Regions from separate parts of the Gossypium hirsutum genome. Here region 1 is linked to region 2. A link is a contact called in public Hi-C data. All regions are on one chromosome and are shown on one strand. The core of a region is the stretch at or near the end of the contact, and the rest is flanking DNA. Distances in the headings are between cores, read along the strand shown.

Region 1 (4,849 bases), core at 659-3,158, 170 kb after region 2:
CACTTAGTGAAATCAATAATTCTGCAGTGACCGTAAAATAACTATATGGTAGGTTGCTGAATCATTTTATTTCAAATGTATTGTTTGTAATAAGTTGGATTAGATTACAATTTAATTTACTATGTGAAACCTGTGGATGATGTTATTTTGTTGGACAAGGACAACCCAGTATAAAATATTTCAGCAGAAGCAATTTTGATGCAACTAATATGCGGAATATGCTTTGATGTAGTGGGGTCACAGTTGCTAAAACCACATCTGACATGAATAGAGAAACTGAAGGTGCTAAAGATGCAGTGGATCAAGTTAACTACTCTCCAATGCCTGCAAGTGAAACTGGAGATGCAAGTGAGAATAGTGGTGCACACTTTCTGCAGCAGGTAAGGGGCCTTGAAATTTTAATTTTTTGTACTGTGGCATGTGCATGTTTGATGCAGATGGTTACGTGCATGTCAATGATCTCTGCTACAAATTTACGTCAGTTGTCACTTGACAGAATGCTTTGACTCGTTAGTTGAGTAAATTATCTATGCATGGCATGGTCTTCGTTGGTTTTCTGTTTTCTGAAAAGTCGATGAGATGATTTCATGATATCATCATAAATATGAATGAGCTACGAGGCTCATGTTCTAAAGCTGAACTTCACCATTTCAGATTTTGATGATTTATAAAACTCGTCTTAATGATTTTCACCATGTTTAAGTAATCTTGTTTTATATATCTTTTATGTTGCAGGGTGAGACAGGTCCAGACACCAAAGATGGTAATGCTGGTGCAACCAAAACATTTGATGCCAATATGGCATTAAGTGAGGAGGTGAATGGCACACCTCAAGTGGTTGGCGAGTACGGTGATGGAAATGACTACCAGAGTGAATCACACAGCGAAGGGCATAAAGATGAGGATGAGGACGAGACTGAAGGGGAGGAGAATAATTTAGAGCACCCTGGTGAAGTATCGATAGGAAAGAAGCTGTGGAGTTTTCTGACCACATAATGATGCAAATCATATATTGTAATTTGCCAAATTCCGAGCCCAGTTGTGCAGATTTCCTCGTAGGAACAGCTAGTGTGTATTAAAATATAAATGTAATTATTCGCCAGAAATTAATTCAGGTGGTGGTTTGGGGGGGGGGGGTAGGGTTTTCCTTTTGATTCTTTTGCAAGACGGTCCTAGATTAGATAGATAGATACATGATTTATTTGTTGTAGAAATGAGTGGTGGACTGTACGGCTTCCACGACCAAATTGTTTGTATCGGATAGTACTTGTGTATTTCTAAACTTTTCTGGAATTATTGTTTGACTTTTGTCGTCCGTAAATGCCCAACCGTTTTACCCGTCCAGAAGAGTCAAACTGAAGCTCGAATTTTTTATTTTAATATTTGATTTCAAGTAAATTTCTCATAAGATGTTCTTCTTGATCATGTCGCCCTCAAGGCAAGGCTAGAACGTGCTTTTAACATCACTTCTGAAAAGTAAGATCACATTATTTATTTAATCTTGTTAGAGCACTAATTATTTTATTTATATTTTTATTTAAGCTCTTGAGTTGGCATTGATTCGGGGTACTAATTTAGACAGAAAAATTATAGAAATATTCTTTTATAATTAAAATAAAGTATATTATTTAAAAATATTTTAATTTTTTTTATTTAAAAAAATTAATAAAAATATTTATGTAGTTGAATTTGAATTTTTATGTATTTTAATTTTATTATACATAATTTATATGTTTTAAAATTTTGAACTCATAATTTTAACAAGACTATAATGCGTTTCAATACAACCGACATCAATACTCGAGTCAACCGATAAAAATAATATATGATTTTTAGTTTTATTAGTATACAAATGTCCTCTTTCAAGTTTATCTTATTTATTTCCTTCGATTCACTCTCAATAATTTGGAGGAAAAACAACAAAATGATAACAATAAAACAACTACCGCTTTGGCGCCAGTGAGCCTCCGCCACTTGCAAGTGGCAACCACAACACTCCCAAATCAGCCTCGCAAAAATTTTCCAGATCCATTTAAAAGAAAAATGCCCCCTTTTCTCCCATAATTGACCCGACACCACCCTACGAAACACCGCCGATGTCCGCTCAATCAGCGGCCACAGCCACCGCCAATGAGAGAGTCAAAACCTTGACCCTAGACTCCACCCAACTCTACCTCACTGCCCTAAACTCCACCACTTCCACGCTTTCTTTCCCTCCTCTTTCCCTCCCTCCAATTTCATCCCCAACACTCGCTTCCTCATCGATTCCTTCCGCCACCCCTTCACAGCCTTCTCCGCCTCTTACTTCCTCTCCCACTTCCACTCCGATCAGTATTCCGGCCTCTCTCCTTCCTGGTCAAAAGGCATCATCTTTTGTTCCCACCTCACTTCCCTCCTCCTCATCCAAACCCCGTTTCGTCTTCGCTTTGCCTCTAAACGACCCCGTTTTAGTAGATGGCTGCGAGGTCATTCTCATCGACGCCAATCATTGCCCTGGTTCAGTCCAGTTATTATTCAAAGTTCCCACTAAAAATGGGATCTTTGAAAGGTATGTTCACACAGGCGATTTTCGTTACTGCAATCCGATGAAGTTGAATAGTTATTTGATTGGATTTGTTGGATGTGATGCCATTTTTTTAGATACTACATACTGTGATCCGAAATGTATACTTCCTTCTCAAGAAGAATCGATTGATTATGTGGTTAGTGTGGTAGATAGGATAGGTAAGGAATTTGGGAAAAGGAGGGTTTTGTTTCTTATTGCTACTTATGTTGCTGGGAAAGAGAATATTTTGGTTGAGGTTGCACGGAGATGTAAGACCAAGATATGTGTTGATGGGAGGAAAATGGAGATTTTGCGTGTTCTGGGTTATGGGGATGGTGAAGTTTTTACTGAAGATGAGAGTGAGAGTGATGTTCACGTTGTTGGTTGGAGTGTATTAGGTGAAACTTGGCCGTCCTTTAGGCCGAATTTTGTGATAATGGAAGAGATTATGGTGGAAAAAGGGTATGAGAAGGTTGTCGGATTTGTGCCGACTGGGTGGACTTATGAAGTCAAGCGGAATAAATTTGCAGTGCAAACTAAGGATACATTTGATATACATCTGGTCCCTTGTAGTGAGCATTCTAATTATGATGAGCTTAAAGAATATGTGAAGTTTTTGAAACCGAAGAAGGTTATTCCTACAGTTGGTATGGACTTTGAGAAGCTTGAAAGTAAACATGCTGATGAACTGAGAAAGCACTTTGATGGGCTGATTGATGAAATGGACAATAAGAAGGACTTGCTGATGGGTTTTCATCGTGGCAACTGTGAAACTGTAGAAAAAGTTGAAAGGGATGCTAATGAGGAAAGGGTCATGGAGAGAAATAAATATAAGTTTGAAATGAAAACAGTTGAGAGTAATGACATGGATGTTTCTTCGAATGATGTATCTTACGTCCATAAACCTGATTCACAAGATTCAACTATACCAAGCGAGGAGGAAAGAGAGAGAATCATTGAGGAAACCAGGGATTCTTTGCCCAAATGGGTGACCAGAGACCAGATATTAGATTTGGTTAGCTGCTCAAGATGGAATATTGTTGAAGCAGTTTCTAACTTTTATGAGCATGAAATTGAATTCTACGAGCAAGTCTCTGTGTTTAGAACCTTTGAATCTGCATCCCATGCCAGTTCACCAAGCAGCCCTATATTACTTTCAAATTCAGGACCTTTTCGAAGTAGCACTGATGAAAGTGTAAATACTAATTTAAGTCAAGTCAGCAAGTCTCCTAGTTTGAAACTTACACGGTGGAGCAACATATCTCCTAGCAAGAGGAAGAAAAACACTGAGAAGAGGTCAAATAAGAAAGTAAAAAGTAATTCAAAACTGGAATCTAGCGGGTCAAAACAACCCACAATAACTAGCTTCTTCAGTAAACTTTTGCCTGATGACTCTAAAGGTGGCAAGACTGATCAAAAAAATTGAAGAATGCCCTAAAGGTGAAAACATCTTGCCTAGTAATTGGACTAAATCATACATAGAGAAAACAATCAGTTTATTCAGATAATGTATTGTCAAGAAACTATGTTGCGTCCTTGCTTGAGAAAACTCAAGGAGATATCGACTAGGCACTGGATATGTATTATAGTAATCCTGAGTTGAAACATGGTGAGAATACAGAGAATATGATGGTCTACAGCAAATTAGCTTAGGTCCAGAGCTGTACTAATGATTGCTTTGTTAGAAAGAGGAAACATGTACCAGAGGAATCAAGATGTATGGTGTTTTCATATTTGCCAGGACAATTAATCGAAACGTTGACAGTTGCATCCTGATAATGTAAACCTATAGAGCAAGGTTGGTATCTGGATGTCGTTTTTCCTATATGCTTAATATTGTCTTGAAATTCTTCTACTTCTAGAGTATTGTAGCATCTATTTAGAAGTTATTTTTTCTTTTTGAAATACTTGGCATTTTTCTTTGAGCTATACTAGTTTTACTGCATCTTTGGTGTTTCTTTCTTTTAGAAGCCTTTTCATAGAACTTCTCAGCTTCCTTTGTGATACTTTAGAACTTTTACTGAGATGTCTGTGCAGCATGCTGGAGGCATGGTCAGCCTGTTCCATATGTTCATCTTGCATTGGCTTTTGACCTGGTTAGGGGCTCAAAAGGGCAAGACCAAAGCTGCTTCTATGCTTTGCAATATGTTTAGAAAGTTGGTACAGATTATATCCTTATTATTACATCTCTTGTTGGTGAAATCAAACTTTACACTTGTAACTGATTGCTAACCCTTTATCCCTTCATATTTTCTTTCAACCAGTTTGCTAGCCTTGCCCCCCGAGGATGTGCTTCCTGTTGTG
Region 2 (4,923 bases), core at 2,185-4,684:
AATAAACATGTCAAATGATGGGCAATATTTGAAACAAAGGTTCAGTGAGTAAAAGCACCAATGGTGCCTTCTGAGTATAAAAGCAGGTACCTGGAAGAGTTCAGAACAACCGTGATAGGCTAAAGCATCTCTTGTCATACCGGGATCAAAAGCAATAAATGGTCTCCCAGGAGCCCTTAATCTTAATTGATAACAACATATTAGGGAAAAAAAAAAGAAAGGAAATAATATTACATAATACAATCATGGTTAGCTATTCACCTATGCAATATATTAGTTGCTAGGTCCTGAACATCCTGTCGGAACCTCAGGGCATGAAAAGCAACCCTACATCTAAGACTTTGATACTCTTCAAGATCCGGTGGAAGAATTGCCTAAATCAGATACGGAAAATATTAGCAACAATCACAAATTCATAAAGAAATTAAAATTTGTGTATAATAAGGCATTTCAACTTCAATGCAGCAATATTCACATTAGTCTTAACTACTAATCTGAAGATATCAGTAGCACAAAATGTCAGTTAAGAGACCTTAAAAAGTCTGACGCACAAAAGGATGAACAGTAAAATGGTTACCTAAATGCAGTTTAAGCAGAGCACTTGGTGTTTCAGGAATTTAACATGAAAAGCAAGATGTACCATGCTCTACATAACAAATCTGTGTAGCTAACTTGGTAAAAGTCTTTTGAAATTGTTCGAGTCAATAGAAAGATGATTAAATCAAGTCTTTTGAATTGTTTCAACCATTAGAAAGAGAATTGTATTCCTGATATAGACGTAGCACATGACATAAATGTAGGTCACGCATTGGTAAGAATGCAAGTGCCTAAGGGTCAAACACGACAAGACTAAATCGAGCCTATTAGAGAAACCACCAAATGCTTAACAATTATAATTGATAGATGAGAAACTAGCAAGGTGCTATTAACCTTCACCACAAGAATGCATGCCCTCAATATTTATCAATTTTAACAAAAGAACAACATGGATACAAATTGATCTAGAACACATGCAAATTAAGAAACCAAGAACAGATTTAGTGCCTAACAAAAATAAGCATCATTAGAAATAGGAAAAATGCGCTTAACAACTATATCTGACGTAAAATTTGAAAAGGTGATATTCGAAGTTAAAAATAAAATGTTTAAAGTTCAAATCAAAGGTCCACAGAAAATTGGCAACTGCAATCACCTGCAAGCATCCACCATCAGAAACAACTAGTTCAACTACAGAATGCTTGATCAAAATAGGGAGCACATTGTGCAAATAATAATACGGTGAAGCTGCATACGGCACTCTAAACACTGGGATTTCCTTATTTCTCCTCGCTGATTTAAGGCTTTTAGGAAGGGTTTTCACAATATTAACATCTTTTGCTAAAGCCGCCATAAACGTTTCCTCATTATATAGGTAGGCAAAACTCTTGAACTGTGAGCTGCATCAAACATATTACAAATATAAGTTGATACAGGACAAATTACTGATAAGTCAAATTATCATATGATCCAACTCCAAATAAGAATAGAAAGCAGTACTAATTATCAAAAGTCACCTGATTCCCTTCTTGCTAGTTGTTTGTTGGATCTCTGGAACAACTAAAGTAGCATTCAGAAACCGAGAAACCGCAACCACATCACATATCTAGGATTCAAACAAAATCATTACAATTCCAACTACATATATAAGATAACTTTACCCATAAATAATAATTTTCACTATAGCACCCTTACCGAGCTCCTAATCTCATGGAAACCACCTTGTATTCTGACAAAAATGTACCCACTTGACTGAGCTCCAGGATCTGTCGAAGGCACACGTATAATAATACAACCTTAGTAGGAAATAACAATTCTATGCTTTCAAAAAGTGGATTAAACTGCAACTTGCAATAGACACGAGGACATGATAAAAATCAGAATCTGTGTTTTCATAAAGACACATACACCAATAAATTCATCAACATTACTCTTAAAATAACATAAAGTTCAACCCTCTCATTCTACAGGTTGCATACATAGAGTAGTTTGCATGTGAGGATAAGAATTAAAAGACAAGGGGAAATTCTAGGTGATACGATGGAGCGAGCATGCCCACGGTTTCCATTTTAATCTCTCCAAAAATCTGAGCGGTCAATCGTAAACAATCAAAGCTACTATAAGCCATCGAAAACCACTCAGTAGGTACTGTTAAGGAACTACATCACATTTATCATTGGAATTGTATCAAGATGATGGTTAGCAGTCACAGTAATTTTTATAAGGAAAATAAAAGATCTTAAATCCTAATCATTCAATGCTAGCAAATTAACCTGAACATCTATTATCTAGAATTTGGGAATGAAAAGCATGAAATGTCATGTTTTTTTTTTTTAAACAAATGACTAAAATTATTGTGAAACACATAACTGTCAAAAATCAGAAGTGGAAATCAGAGCTAACCTGCGTAGTATCCTTTAGTATTAGCATGTGGTTGCAAAGATTCCAATTGCCCAACAGGACCCCATAGTCTTCTATACAATGGGCTCTGCACCAAAACAATAGAAGAAGAAACCCTAAGAAGCCATATGTGTTAAATAAAATTAACAAACAAAAACTTACAAAAACAGTTTAAAACCAAATCAAATCGGATCCAAAGTACAAATTTCAGCTCACCTTAATGAAAAGAAACAAGTAACACTAATCTGGGCATTTTCAGTTAACCAAAATGGATCCAAACAAAACTCCCAAAAACAATACTAAAACCCCCAAGTCCACATGTCCAAGAACAGAAAAGTGAAATTACCAAGAGCAAAATGTTTCAAAAAACAAACAAACAGACAAATACCCTGAATGTAAAAACACGTCAACAGAAAATAATCAAATTTAGAAACAAGAAAATGCGAAACAGGAAAAGCATATAAAAGAATCGCATAGTACCGTTCTCGAGAGGTCTGTAGCTTCAAAAACAGGTCTCCAGGAGAAGATGGTTATGGAAGACTGGTACTCGGAGAAGCCGTCTTCAGTGAATCTGGCTAGCAAGAAGTGCACAAAGAGTGAAAAAACTGACAAAACTAAACCAACCAAACCGACCCATTTCATCTTAGACTTCAAAAAAGCTTTCCCTTCTTTCATTTTTAATAATATTCTTTTCTTTCTTTCCTAAAACTCAATGGGGTATTTGCTTTCTCTGTCTAGAAACGGAAGAAAGGTTAAAGAAAGAGGAAACTGAAGAGAACAGAAGGAGAGACACCGAGAAAAGTCAAAATACAAAGCAAGAGAGAGAGAGAGAGAGAGAGAGAGAGAGAGAGACTCTAAATAAGTGTGAGAACATGTTTTGTAGTAAAAAAGAAACTGAAGTAGCAGGGGGTGTTTAATTGGGTTGTAACTTGTGAGAGATCCGACATGCTATTACAGGGAAAGATTCTGATTAATACTGCTGCTCCACTCTCTTCACCTGCGCGTGCTATTTTTGGAATTAACTCAATGAATATGAGATCGGGATGTAGGATTAGGATGCTTGTTTGATATTATGCTGCCACATTGGGTCTGATTTATGAATAATATGACGTGATTTTTTTGGTTCATTTTTTTATGCACTTTTTTTGGTTCATTAATGTGACGTGAAGTGGGTCTAATCCTTTTTTTGTAGGGTACGTGTTAATCCATTCGAGGAATTACTTATCTATTTGATTTGATAATTCCACTTGGATTAATCTCATTGATTTTATTTATAAAATATAAATCTTCATTTAATTTTAATTTTAATTACAAAAACGTAAAAATATTTTTTAAATAATAAAACAAATTATTTATACTCATTTTAAGAATAAATTTTGTTTTTTCGTAAATCAATTCCAAATTCAAAGTAAACAAAAATATGATGATTAGGGATTCTAAACCCTAAAATTATGAGTGAATATAACAAAAATATCCACTTATTAAATAAATTTATATTTCTATAAAAAATTAACTTAACTTTTGCTAATAAAGTTTAATAAATCTTCTTCGGGAACAATAAACACTTAATAAATGAAAAATCTTCATGTTCTTTAATAAATATCCATGTAAATTCTTATATTATCGCATCGTTATTGATTAAGATGGTCTAACTTATCATGCCAACTAACTAGTGTATTCGGACTAGTAATCTTTTGATTTACTATGCACATGATTCAACAATACTAATGTATACTTCTCATTTACCATCGCATGTGATTAATCATACAAACAAATATACTAGCATTGTATCGAAGAAAACACAAATTTAATAAGTTTAGAGGTAGTTATAGATGTCGTATTTGAAACACCCAAACATAAAGCATTAGTCTCAATACAATAAAATCAAAACCTACATGCACTTGTTGCAAATAAATTTTATCAATTTACACAATGTACACAAATAAATATTTCATTTGTTTAGATATATATGCAAAATTAAACAAAGCAAACATACCATAAATGCACAATAACTAAAAGTTAGAACATAACATGAAACTATTAATTTGAATTCCAACACCAATCTTATTATCTGTCTCTACATTATTTTCATTCTTCACTATTTGGTGGTGAGCAAAATTATTATGACTACCCCTTTGACGATTATTATTAATGTCCACGAAACCAACTAAAAATTTGACTAAGGCAAGTACACCTATCAATTAATAGTATAGCTACGATAAGTACAAATATCGTTCCCATGAAGACTAAAAGTACTAGTAATTATCGTCTTTCTATTATGTAGCCGATAAATTCGAATGATTGATTAAAAACTAAAATTAACTAAATTTATTAACTAATGAGCACAACAAATAATAAATCATGAAATAAACAATTAAAGACCAAGAAACAAACAATACCCAGGAAAGAATTCACCTGGATTTCATCTGTCACTATTAATTTAAATTACGCAATTTCTTTACTTAATATGTTGATCCGTATAAATCC

The links. A called contact is a pair of places that touch in the nucleus more often than the background predicts.
Region 1: a contact with region 2 is called in a Hi-C map of leaf, with 1.8 times the contacts expected there. The contact joins the promoter of LOC107916648 here to the promoter of LOC107901430 in region 2. A contact is called at or near these places in 3 of 34 Hi-C or Micro-C datasets (callus and leaf).

What each region holds. Positions count from the first base shown.
Region 1 is chrD11:17,999,384-18,004,232 of Gossypium_hirsutum_v2.1, forward strand. It overlaps LOC107916648 (DNA ligase 6), which reads left to right and starts at 1,909. Exons shown (of 4, transcript XM_041106346.1): 1 at 1,909-4,343; 2 at 4,583-4,701; 3 at 4,810-4,849. The coding sequence starts at 2,097. The coding sequence ends at 3,971. LOC107916647 (protein CROWDED NUCLEI 1) reads left to right here. Exons shown (of 8, transcript XM_016845966.2): 7 at 233-380; 8 at 736-1,321. The coding sequence ends at 996.
Region 2 is chrD11:17,828,468-17,833,390 of Gossypium_hirsutum_v2.1, forward strand. LOC107901430 (O-fucosyltransferase 27) reads right to left here and starts at 3,435. Exons shown (of 10, transcript XM_016827438.2): 1 at 2,917-3,435; 2 at 2,440-2,524; 3 at 1,732-1,802; 4 at 1,554-1,642; 5 at 1,193-1,436; 6 at 262-374; 7 at 91-181. The coding sequence starts at 3,111.